2 separate regions of the Rattus norvegicus genome follow, and region 1 is linked to region 2. The links are chromatin contacts, called in public Hi-C maps. All regions are on one chromosome and are shown on one strand. The core of a region is the stretch at or near the end of the contact, and the rest is flanking DNA. Distances in the headings are between cores, read along the strand shown. Region 1 holds the start of Phpt1 (phosphohistidine phosphatase 1). Region 2 holds the start of Fut7 (fucosyltransferase 7).

Evidence for each region. Hi-C and Micro-C count contacts between places; a contact is called where the count stands out from the background.
Region 1: a Hi-C map of mammary epithelial cells shows a contact between it and region 2, with 2.0 times the contacts expected there. The contact joins the promoter of Phpt1 here to the promoter of Fut7 in region 2. A contact is called at or near these places in 5 of 12 Hi-C or Micro-C datasets (hepatocytes, kidney, liver and 1 more).

What each region holds. Positions count from the first base shown.
Region 1 is chr3:28,788,441-28,794,457 of GRCr8, forward strand. It overlaps Phpt1 (phosphohistidine phosphatase 1), which reads right to left and starts at 4,021. Exons shown (of 3, transcript NM_001106558.2): 1 at 3,853-4,021; 2 at 3,380-3,504; 3 at 2,622-2,888. The coding sequence starts at 4,009. The coding sequence ends at 2,796. Ajm1 (apical junction component 1 homolog) reads right to left here. Exons shown (of 3, transcript NM_001399247.1): 3 at 4,638-6,017. It overlaps Mamdc4 (MAM domain containing 4), which reads right to left and starts at 699. Exons shown (of 29, transcript NM_145768.2): 1 at 593-699. The coding sequence starts at 638.
Region 2 is chr3:28,635,274-28,640,769 of GRCr8, forward strand. It overlaps Fut7 (fucosyltransferase 7), which reads left to right and starts at 2,262. Exons shown (of 3, transcript NM_199491.2): 1 at 2,262-2,675; 2 at 3,383-3,469; 3 at 3,572-5,134. The coding sequence starts at 2,666. The coding sequence ends at 4,587.

The DNA of each region.
Region 1 (6,017 bases), core at 2,771-5,270, 150 kb after region 2:
CCTCCCACCTTGCTAGCCTCACAGAGCCCCTGCTTGCCAGGGACAGGAAAAAGGGTCTTACAAAGAAGGAGCCCACATGACTAGGAACTGGAAGATCTTCCGGTAGGGCTCCTCCTGCTCTATAAGCCGACCCATAGAGCTAGGTGATGTTGACACAGGTCTTTAATCTCAGCACTCGGGAGGCAAAAGCAGTCAGTTCTCTGTAAGTTCGAGGCCAACCTGGTCTGCAGAGCTAGTTCCAGGACAGCTAGGATTACACAGAGGAACCCTGTCTTGGAGAACCAAAAAAATTAAAACAAAAACAAAAACCAAAAACGGGGGAAAAAAGAAAAAAAGGAGGACACACTGAGGGATAGATGACCAAGGGACTTGTACCTGTTCTACAATGGGAGAGGCAGGCAAAGGCTCAGAAAGCCAGGGAGATGGTCACCTATGGCCTGTGGCCTCTCCTCTAGGACAAGGGGATACAATTTAGGTGGGCGACTCCAGCCCTGTTGGCTTGTTCTGAATGTTCCCATTGTTGACGGCCCACTTCTGACAGACTCCTCTGGCTGCCATCACACCAACCAGCATCCGGCAACAGTTTACTCACCCATAAATAGGACCCAGATTGAGAGGAGGCAGCTAGGCAGGCACATGGCCAGGCTAGAGGGTGTCCCAGTGCAAGCGAAGCTGTGCAGTCTAGAGACTTCTCAGTTCAGTCCGCCGTGGCCTCACCGGCAGGCTGTTCTCACCGGAAGGGCTCGGCTCCTTTATACTTGCATCTCCTTGCCGGGTCCCATCTGATGATGACAGCCTAAGCATCCAGCTGTAAAAGTAACCCTAGAAGGGGGCCTCTGCTTGGCTCATTCTGGTCAAAGGTCGGTTCTTGGCCATCCTGTGTGTCTACCCTGCCCTACCCTGCCCTTCCCCCTGAAAGTTTCTACTGGAATGTGGAAAGGCTGGGGACCCCACTTGCAAGGCTCTAAGATTTTTTTCATGAGGCCCACAGCCTACCCTGGTGTGGGCCAAGGATGTCAGGCCAGTCTGCTCAGTGGCTGCACATGGCCCTCTAGCAAATGCTCACAGCTTCCTCTGCTCTGTGCTCAGGGGACTAGATCAAGACAAATCCAGTATCACCAGCCTGCCTCTGTTGGACCTGAACAAGTCCCATGTCTAGGTATGGTGTCTTTGCTTTCACACCACCTGTAACTCAAGCTGGGCCACTCTGTAACTGATCTGGTGTGTGTATGTGTGTTGATACAGGGTCTCACATAGACCAGGCTGGCCTGATCTTGCTATATACTCCTTCTGCTTCCTCCTCCCAAGTGCTGGGATCATAGGTGTACACCGCTACACTTAGTTTGTGTGGTACTCTAGGCTGAACATGGGGATTTCCTGTTCTTGGTCAAGCTCTACCAAGCTGAGCTCCATCTTTAAAAACTGCTCTGCGTGGCCAGGTGTGGGGGTGCACACCTTTTATCCCAGCACTCAGGAGGCAGAAGCAGGTCCATCTCCGTGAGTCTGAGGCCAGTCTGGTCTATAAAGAGAGTTCTAGGACAGCCAGGGCTGTTACACAGAGAAACCCTGTCTCAAAAAACCAAACAAGGGGCCGGAGAGATGGCTCAACAGTTAAAAACACTGACTGCTCTTCTAGAAGCCCTGAGTTTAATTCCCAGTAACCGCATGGTGGGTCACAACCATCTGTAGTGGAATCCGATGTACGTAGACAGCTAAAGTGTGTTCATTTGCAAAAAATAAACAAACCTTTAAAAAATAAACAAAACAAAAACTTCTGAGATCATGTGGTGCATGGTTGGTGATCGGAAAAAGTCTTGATGAGTCCACAAACTCATTTTCCCAGGAAAAACCCAACAGCTATGGCAAGAGTAATGTCAGAGTTCTGAAAATCTTGTTGCATGGAGCTAGACTTTGCCTGTGTCTTACTGTAGTGAGACCTTGGGGCTTGTCTCACCTCACCTGTCTCCTGGCCTATACAGGGCCTCTCAGCAGTGTCTGCTGCCATCTGCAGAGCTGACAGAGGGTAGCATGAGTTTGATAAGGGATGCCCCAGCCCTGGCTTTCCCTAGGACCCACTCTAATGGCACACGGTTTGTGAGACTTCTTAGAGCAGGGGTTAAGCTGGTGCCTACCCACTGTCCTGTACAGTGACATGGGGTTAGTAGAGACTTACAGAGGGTGTGAATGGTCCAGGGACTAAGAGCCATCTGAGTTATAAGTCCCAAGCGAATGAGACCTATGCAGGACTATTTCCTGTGGTCAGTCAGAGATATCAGGCTTAGCCCGAGAAAAAAATGCAACCTGTCAGCTGGCGGACGGTGCTTGCCAGGATCCTTTCTTGCTGGGACTCCTGGATAAACTACAGAAGGGGGCATTTGTGGGCACCCCAGGTCTTGGGTGGCCAGGAACTGACTTCTTGTGCAAGGCCTGTTGGAGCCTCCTCCCAGATGTCCTTGAGGATAACAGCTTCATGGAGGAGCAATCAAGCCATAAATGGCAGCAATGTGGGGGCCCCCTTATCTGAACCTAAGGGGCTGAGTATGCACCACCAGTCCCCAGGGCCCCCTGAAGCTGAGTAGGTATATCCGGTGGCAATCCAAAGGTAGAAACCAAGACACAAGTCAGGGGCTAGTAGGCATATCAATACTTTAATTCCTATGGATCAGATTGCTCTGGCCTCTAAGGCCTGGCAGGTGGTGTGTTGCCCAAGGTACAAAAGGAGAACACAGGGCCAGCCCCTCAAGACAGAATACAGGGAGAGCAGAGTCCTGACTTAGATGCTGGTGGGGAGAGCTTCAGTAGCCATCATCAGCCCAGGTGACCTCATAATCAGGATACTTGGCTTTGATCTTCTCAGTTGAAACAGAGTGCTGGGCACGGCCGTAACCCTAGAGAGAAGATGACCACCAGTCTGCTATGGTTTTGCTTTGGGAGTCCACCCAGAAGCTACAGCAATAGTAGCCATGGGGAAAGTAAGCAAATCCTAACCACACTGGGAACATGATGGTGACTGAAAGGCTCTCTAGGTGATGCCTGAGGATCCAGGCTGGACTTTTATGAAGAAAGATGGAGGTGGTCAGGGCTGTGAATCTGACCCCAGCACTGGCTGCTCCAAGGGCCCCTGAAGAGCCAGGACACAGACTCATCAGGATCTGGGGCAAGGAGGGGGTGCAACCCAAGGCAGCCGGCTTCCAAACACCCTGGAGTCATATGGGAAATGTGGGGAAAGAAAAAGCCACATTGCCCTTAAGTAAGGGTTCTGTAGCTCCAACTTTCATAGTCTCAGAGGTGGCCTGAATGGCGGGGTGGGGGTGTGGAGGAGTGGTCAGGCTCACAAAGGTGAGCTTTGCAATCTGGAGACCCGGGGACTGAAGCTCACCATAGAATAGCCATACACGTGTATCTTCCTGTCCTGGCTCTGATGGGAGATGCGCCCGCCGCCTAGGCACTCGCAGTCATAGCCATTCTTTTGCAGTTCGCCTGACACTTTGTCATAGATGTCCGCTGAGGTGGGGAGAGTGGCCTCAGGATATGCCCTAGTCGCCCTTGTTGGCCCCACACTGAACTTTAGGGCTGGATATGGGGTCAGAAGCTCCAGCTCTTGGTGGTCTTTTTCCCAGTGGAGATGAGCCCTTCCCCCGCTGGCACAAAGACGAACGGGAGTAAGATACTTCGAAGTGAGAGACGGGATTAAAAAGGTTCCGGTCATGGCACTCCTTTCTGCCTAAACCCCGACGTTTCTAGGCCAGCCTGGCTATGTGTTAGTCAAGATATATTAGCATTCACAACCCCGCTCCCAGCCACTGCTAGGTTCAGGCCCCGCCCCCAACCGGGCAGAGGCCCCGCCCTCACCGTGGTATTCAGCCCATTTGTAGCCACGCACGATTTCCTTGCACTCCCTCGCCGGATCCCCGGAAGGCTCTGCTAAGTGGACTCGAATCAGCACGTACTTGAAGATACCATCTGAATCAATGTCCACATCAGGAATCTGACCGAGGTCCGCCGCCATGTTCGCCAAAGCACTGGGTCTCTGGGCCCACAATCCCTTACTCAACCCTGTGCGCGAAGGAGGCGGGTCCTTGGCAGCCGCGACCAATCCCGTGAGGGAATGCTTCTCGAGGCCCAGAGAGCCTCAGCCAGTTGTATCTCCAACCTGAGGGAGGAACTAGCCAATTGCAACCCAGTTCTTTGCAGCTTTGGCATCTTGAGTCCCAATTAAAGGAGTCGAGGTATAGGTTAATCTGTGGTGCTGTAAATCAAGCTGCTGTAGGTGGGCAGCGAAAGAGAATACAGGGACGCACCCTGGCTCCACTCCCGGGCCCTAGGGCTTCAATCTGTAAACCATAAATCCGAAATCCTCTCTTCCCCAATACCCGTAAACCCGAGGATCTCTCTCAGGTGTCTTTAAATTCAAGTACTCTCCTGCCCGAACCTTCACAACATCAGGCCTCCCCTTCCACAATACTCCCGGGTGCTAAGCTCCTACTCCCGAAAGCTCCCAACACACTCTCCCCCCTACCCCCCGCCTACGACGACGACGGCGACCACCACCACCACCACCACCACCACCACCACCACCACCACCACCACCACCACCACCACCACCACCACCACCACCACCACTTATTTGCAGCAGCTACATTCAAGTTCTATTTTACTTGGTTCGAAAGCACTCGCCCTTCTTGTCAGGGGCATTCTTACCAGCCTGCCACAGGAAGGAATGTGGAGCCCCTGGGGAGGGCGACAGGCAGCACGGCAGCAAGTGTTGCAAGAGCGGCATCGGGACATGTGCTAAAACAGGGGCCAAGGAGAGAGAGCTGGAGTGTCCCGGGGACATACAGTAGAGGGTAGCTGGCACGTGTACGCCCTCGCACAGCATAGGTGTGTGTCCCAGGTTCTCGCACTTGTAAGTTCGGAGCTCCTAAGGGGCTTGCGGCTTCTGGAGAGGGCTTGGAGAGACTGGTCTCAAGCCCTCTCTGGGTCACACCCTCCACGAAGTCCTGGGCTCAGATCCAGGTATATTTAGACTATAGGGGTCTGGCAAGGGGTTTAGGGAAGCCTAGACCTCTCCACAGCTCGTCAGGCTTTGGCTTCTCTCTCAGCTTGGAGCACAGCCAGGGCGAGTATGTGGCACTTTTTACACAGGATTGGAATCAGGGTAGGCCTCAGCACCGGCTCCCTAACCATTCTCACACTTGGTGGCTCACTACTCCGCACCTTTCCTAGTTCAGTCCGTAATTAGGGGCAGCCCTGTTCCTTACTCATGCCCAAGTCATTCAATGGTAGGTGCTGCTCTCTGTAGGGTCCCCTGCTAATCCATCAGCACACACTTCCCACCTCCCTGGAAGATTAAGGCCTGAGCTTCCATCTTCTCTGGAAGGTGGATTTTTTAGGCCATCTTGTTGGGTAAGCTGCTGTTGGGGAGCTCAAATCCTTACCCAGCCAGATCTTAACTCTGGCTTGCTCAAAACCCACACTGCTTCCCCTATTCAGGTTTCCATCTGGCTGGGTAGATTGTGCCTCGGCCTTGACCTGAAAATTCCCCAGTATTCCAACTTGTCCTACAAGAGCCCAGGCTACGGTGACCAGAGGTGAGAGCATTGACGGTCAGGCAACACTGATAGGACAGTGCTGGCCATGCCCATCGCCTCAACAGCATATGGGTGCACAGAGAGTAGGCCTCTGAGCCTGACACAACCCAAACAGGAGGGTGAGGGGAAGTGCTTAAAATAAGGACGTTGGGCTTTGGTTAACATGGATGTCTGGACTAGAAGGGTTGGAGAGCTATAGCAAGCACCCACAATGTACACCAAGGGAGTTTGTCCCAAAGGGATGAGTGTAGTAGAAGGCAGAGCCCAGCGGTCCTCAGTCCCACCCCACCTCCCAGTGGGGAGCACCGAGGGCGAGGACCAGGCCCTTGGGGAGCCCCCACTCCTTGACTGGCTTGGGTAGACCCCAGGATGTGGAATGTGGGTGGTACTGTTAGGAACAGAAAGGAAGAGAAGCTGCTGGTTGGA
Region 2 (5,496 bases), core at 1,012-3,511:
AAGTGCTCTACCACTGAGCTAAATCCCCAACCCCTGAACTTGAGTTCTTGCTAGTAACCTCAGCCCTTGTGCCATCCCCAAATGTCAGTAACTTAAAAAAAAAGTTTGTGTTTCTGGATATTTTGCCTGTGTGTCTGTCTGTCCACCACACATGTACAGTGCCTTTAGAGGTTGGAAGGATGTGTTGGACCCCCCTGGGACTGTGTCACAGATGATTGCAGCTACCACAGAGGTGCTGGAAATCAAGCCATATCCTCTAGAAGAGCAGCTCTCTAAACATCTAACTCCCGACCAACCGAGTAATTTAAAAAAAAAGATTATAGGGGCGTTGGTATATGTCTGTAACCCCAAGTCCAGAGGATCCCAACACGCTGTGGCTAGCCAGTCTAGCCAGTTGGTGAGCTCTGTGTTCAGTGGAATATCCTGTATCCACACGGGGGGTGGGAGGGACAACACCCATAAATTAATTAATTAATTAATTAATAAAAGTCCCCCAGCTTCACCCCCTCATCTCCTAGAGGTGATGATGTCCTTCAGCCCCTCCCAGCCTGGGGGACTAGGGTGTGGCCCCTGATTCTGGGTCCTCCAGCTTCAACTTCCCAACAGCTGTGCATCTCAGAGGAGTGTGTCTTGGTGCAAAGCAGAGAAGGACATGGGAAACTTGGGCTGTGGTCCATGAGTCCCTAGAGAACCAGCTCTTGACAGATGTGTGGCTCGTCCAACAACAGCACCTGGACAAGTATAAGAACAGGCTCATTCCCCAGAGGCTTGACGGGAGAGCATGGGGAAGGGTTGCCAGCCTCAGCAGCATGAGCCCTCACCTGAGTGTCCCCTTTATACCTGTAATCCTACAAGGCTCTGTCTCTATGCTTCTCCATTGACAAGCCGAGTCTGAGGGTTCCTAGAGCTCTAAGTCCCTACTGTTAAGCAGGTTGGCTCCTTTCTTAGCAGAATCAAGTGACTCTGGAGAATGGCCACCAGGGGGAACTCTAGGCACACATCTGTCTTGGAGGTGGCAGGCCAGCAGATGCTTTCCTCAAAATCCGGTTGCCCCAGGTTCCTGTGTGTTTGTGTGTGTGTGTGTGTGTGTGTGTGTGTGTGTGTGTGTGTGTGTGTGTGTGTGTTGGAGGAGGACCCACATGGTCTCTTAGGCTGGGTAGAATGTGTGACCCTGATCCTGTGAGCCTCCAAACATAATGTAAAGCTGGGTGTTTGGGTGCCCGTGTGAGCCAGGAGGCCTGGTGAGGTAAGGTGGTATGTTGAGGCCCCTGACTTTCCCTTTGACTCATGATCTCTCACCCTTCTTCCTTTACCCTTTTTTATTCTGACCCATTTCTGGGCTAAACTTCTGAGCGTTCTCCTCACCTAGTGTGTTCTCATGATCAGGTGCCCCTACACCCTAAGAGACCCTGTGGACCCTCTTCCAACAGGAGCTGGCGTGAGGGGTGGTCAGTATAACAGTTCCGAGGCAGATGTGGGGGAGGTTTCTTCAAATCCACCCAGGAAGGGAACAGCCTGTGGGCGTGGGTGAGCTGGGGCAAAGGCCCCAGCCAGCCTGGCGGCACAAACAGGAAGGACAGCAGGCTCTGGCAGCCAGAAGCCTGTGGCCCCAAGCTGGCAGGATGGCCCCCTTCCTGCAGGTCCCCCATAGCCTTCTGGGTTCCTGACACAGAGAAGAGGTGGGGCGGGCGAAGTGAGCTCTGAAGCCAGAGTGGTACTCTCCTGGGGTCTCTCCTTGGGAGGAGACAGAGAAAGATGCCAGGGCAGAGACAAAAAGGCAGCTGTCACTATGGTTGTCTTACTAAGCACCGAGTGACTAGAGAGGCAAGGGCACAGCTGCCCACTCCATGGCCACCTCCTGTTGTATCTCAAACCAGCTAGCTAGTTTCTGATGGCACCCACACCCTCCCTTCCCCTTTACATATTGCGCAAGCTCTCCACCACAATCTGGAGGTTATGCCCTGCATGGGGGTGGAGGGGAGTAGGGCACTTCTAAGGTGCCGATCAGCCTGCATTTGCCTCTGCCCTGGCCATGGGACTGCTGTCCGTTTCTTGGTTCCTGTCTCAACAGCAGCCTCGTTACGTGAGACTATGGCTGGGGATGGGGGGGGCAGGAATCCTGGAGGTCCAGGAGTGAACTAGGGTAGGACAGATCGAAGTATAAGGGACAGTCCCCAAAAGGATGCTGGGGCAGGCTTGGCCAAGAGGTTCTTTCCTTTTAGAACGCCTGGTCTGGAACTCTGGGACGTGGACAAGCCAGGCTCCTAGTCCTGGTCAGCAGAGTAGGGGATCTGGTGGGGCTGGAGGAAGCTTGGCTAAAGCTTTGTACAGGTTCCAGCTCTGGGTGACCCTGGCAGGCTACCTACCCTGGTCTGTGTCATTGCACCCCCAGAGTGGGAGGCTTGGTAAAGTGGAGGAGAACCTTAGCTACAAGCTATAGGTTAGCCCATCAGAGCCAGCTGGAGAGAAACCAGACAAGTCCAAACCTGAGACTGGTACTAGCCTTTCTGTTGCTGGAGTGGAAGCCAACCCCTGCCTACCAGCCTGCCTGTCCACGTCAGGGACACACAGACTCCTTCCCTTTCCAGACTGGAAAGCCCCCTCCTGGGATAGCAGGAAGGAGGCAACCTGCAACTCTTCCTGGCCTGGCCTTTGGGCTGAGCCTATGGTTCAAGGTTTGTATGTTCACAGGTCTAGGCAGGGAACAATGTGCATCTCCAGAGCTCCCCACCCCACAGTCCATGGGGCATGTGCTGAGGCCACATCCGACTGTGATGGGGCCCTTTTCTGAGGATTACGATTCTGTGAACAGGCATTTTCTAGAGGTGGCAGATGTCTGAGGGTCTGGGAGAACAGGTCCAGCTCAGTGGGGGATTGGAGGAAATGGGTATCGTTACAGGCAGGGGCCTCTGTGGCCTCCTGGGGGAAGTGCAGTTGCTCTGTTTGGGTGCCCTGGGGTTGCATGGTGGCCAGAGGATGGAGACACTTATTGAAGAGGGTCACTTCTGCTCAGTGCGTTCACACAGGGCCTTTGCTTTTCCTGAGGGTGAGCAGGCATCCTCTTCCTCCTCATCTTCTTCCTCCTTCCTCTCTTCTTCCTCTTTATCCTCTTCTACCTCCCTCCTCCTCCTCCTTCTCCATATGTCTAGCTGGTCATTTCTAGGGACCAGCAGGGTTGGGAAGGGGGCCTTGTCTTGGTCTTCTTCCTGTCTCAATTCCCTCTTTCAGCAGAGAACGGGGCGGGTGGGGTGGGGTTGGATGGTGGTTGATGCCAAAGATTGAAAGGGTAGGGTGGGGCAGAAGTGGGAAGGTCCCTGGCTTCCTCACCTTGGTCGATGAAACAAAAGCATCAGGCTGAGTTGAGCAGTAGCTGTGATTTCAGGGTGCCTCTGTTGGAGAGGCTGCTGTGATTTGAAAACCTCCTTTCCCTGGGTGACTAATTCCAGAAGGCTCTGGATGAATTGTATTGGTGAGTGCCTGGCCTTGAGAAGTCCCAGCTAGGGACGATGGGGATTTTGGGGTGTCCCCGAGCCTAGGGTGACAGGGCCTCTCCTTTTTCATTCTGCTTCAGGGTGCAACCCCGTCTGGAGGCTGCGGGCCTGGGGGTGTCTGGCTGGAGGTACAACACTCATGGTAATCTGGCTCTTCTGGCTGCTGCGATCAGTTCCTGGGGGTGCCCCAGCGCCCCAGCCCACACTCACCATCCTTATCTGGCACTGGCCTTTCACCAACCGGTCGCCAGAGCTGTCTAGCGACACCTGCACTCGCTATGGCATGGCCAGCTGCCACCTGAGTGCTAACCGGAGTCTGCTAGCCAGTGCTGATGCTGTGGTCTTCCACCATCGTGAGCTGCAGACCCGGCACTCTCGCCTGCCCCTGGACCAGAGGCCGCACGGACAGCCTTGGGTCTGGGCCACCATGGAATCACCCAGTAATACCCATGGTCTCCGTCACTTCCGGGGCATCTTCAACTGGGTGCTGAGCTATCGGCGTGATTCAGATATCTTTGTACCCTATGGTCGCTTAGAGCCCTTCTCTGGGCCTACGCCCCCACTACCAGCCAAAAGCAGGATGGCTGCCTGGGTGGTCAGCAATTTCCAGGAGCGGCAGCAGCGGGCAAAGCTGTACCGGCAGCTGGCCCCTCATCTGAAGGTGGATGTGTTCGGTCGCGCCAGTGGACGGCCCCTGTGCCCTAACTGTCTGCTGCCCACTGTGGCCCGGTACCGCTTCTACCTGTCCTTTGAGAACTCACAGCACCGGGACTACATCACCGAGAAGTTCTGGCGCAATGCACTGGCCGCTGGCGCTGTGCCTGTGGTGCTGGGACCTCCTCGGACTACCTACGAGGCTTTCGTGCCACCAGATGCCTTTATACACGTAGATGACTTCAGCTCTGCCCGTGAACTAGCTGTCTTCCTTGTCAGCATGAATGAGAGTCGCTATCGTGGCTTCTTTGCTTGGCGAGACCGGCTCCGTGTGCGGCTCCTGAATGACTGGAGGGAGCGCTTCTGCACCATCTGCGCCCGCTACCCTTACTTGCCCCGCAGCCAGGTCTATGAAGACCTGGAAAGCTGGTTCCAAGCTTGAACTCCTGCTGCTGGGAGAGGCTGTGTGCGTGGAAGACTGATGATGAAATGGAAGGGCTTTTGGGTCACCATGGGACTAACCCTAGGCTTAGGTCAGTGAATAGGAAGTCAGGATATGAGGAGAAGGCTGGGCTGAGAAGCCATATGGATGAGGACTCTGGTGGGCTTTAGAGTAGGGACCCAGGGAAGGAGACAATTAATGAGGAGCGTGTGGGAAAAGCTAGTCAAACGGGGAAAGTGGCTGAGGGTCCTGGACTTACCTTGAGTATGCTCATGGCTCAAGGCTCAGGTGAAAAGGGGAGGCAGTGTCTCTGGAGCTGGGAGCATCCAAAGCTGGGATTTGTGGGGACAAACATGGTGCCCTGAACCTCCACAATCAAGGTGCTTAGCCTCAGGGATACAGGTGTGTGTTCCAGAACTCCACATGCAAACTGTATGCTGAGCCCAGGGGTTGTGGGAGAAGGATGGTGTGGATGATTCTGGGCCTTTGACACCACAGTTCCCTGAGGGAAAGAGGCACCACTAATAATAAAATTATTCACTTGTAATAGAGACACTACAGAAATCTCCTGGGTCAAGTCTGCCAGGGAGCAGAGCTGTGAGCCAGCTTCTTCTGCTCATTCCCTTGGTCAGCCATTGGGTTGCTCGTTTCTGCCTGAGAGTCTTGCTTAAGTGACACCTTATCAAGAACCCACAGCCCATGACAGGTACAGATCTGAGAACTGAGGTCAAACACAGCTGCAGCTGGAGGTGCCACATGTCACAGGTCTCAGGTGGGAGGGGTGTCCCGTGTGAAAGGTATGATTTCTGAGGGCTGGCAGAGGGAGCCGTTAGATCCTTCGCTGAAGAGCCTGCTGCACGAGCCCACATGTGTTGGGCTGGGAGTGTGGGGAGGAGATGAGGGGCGAGC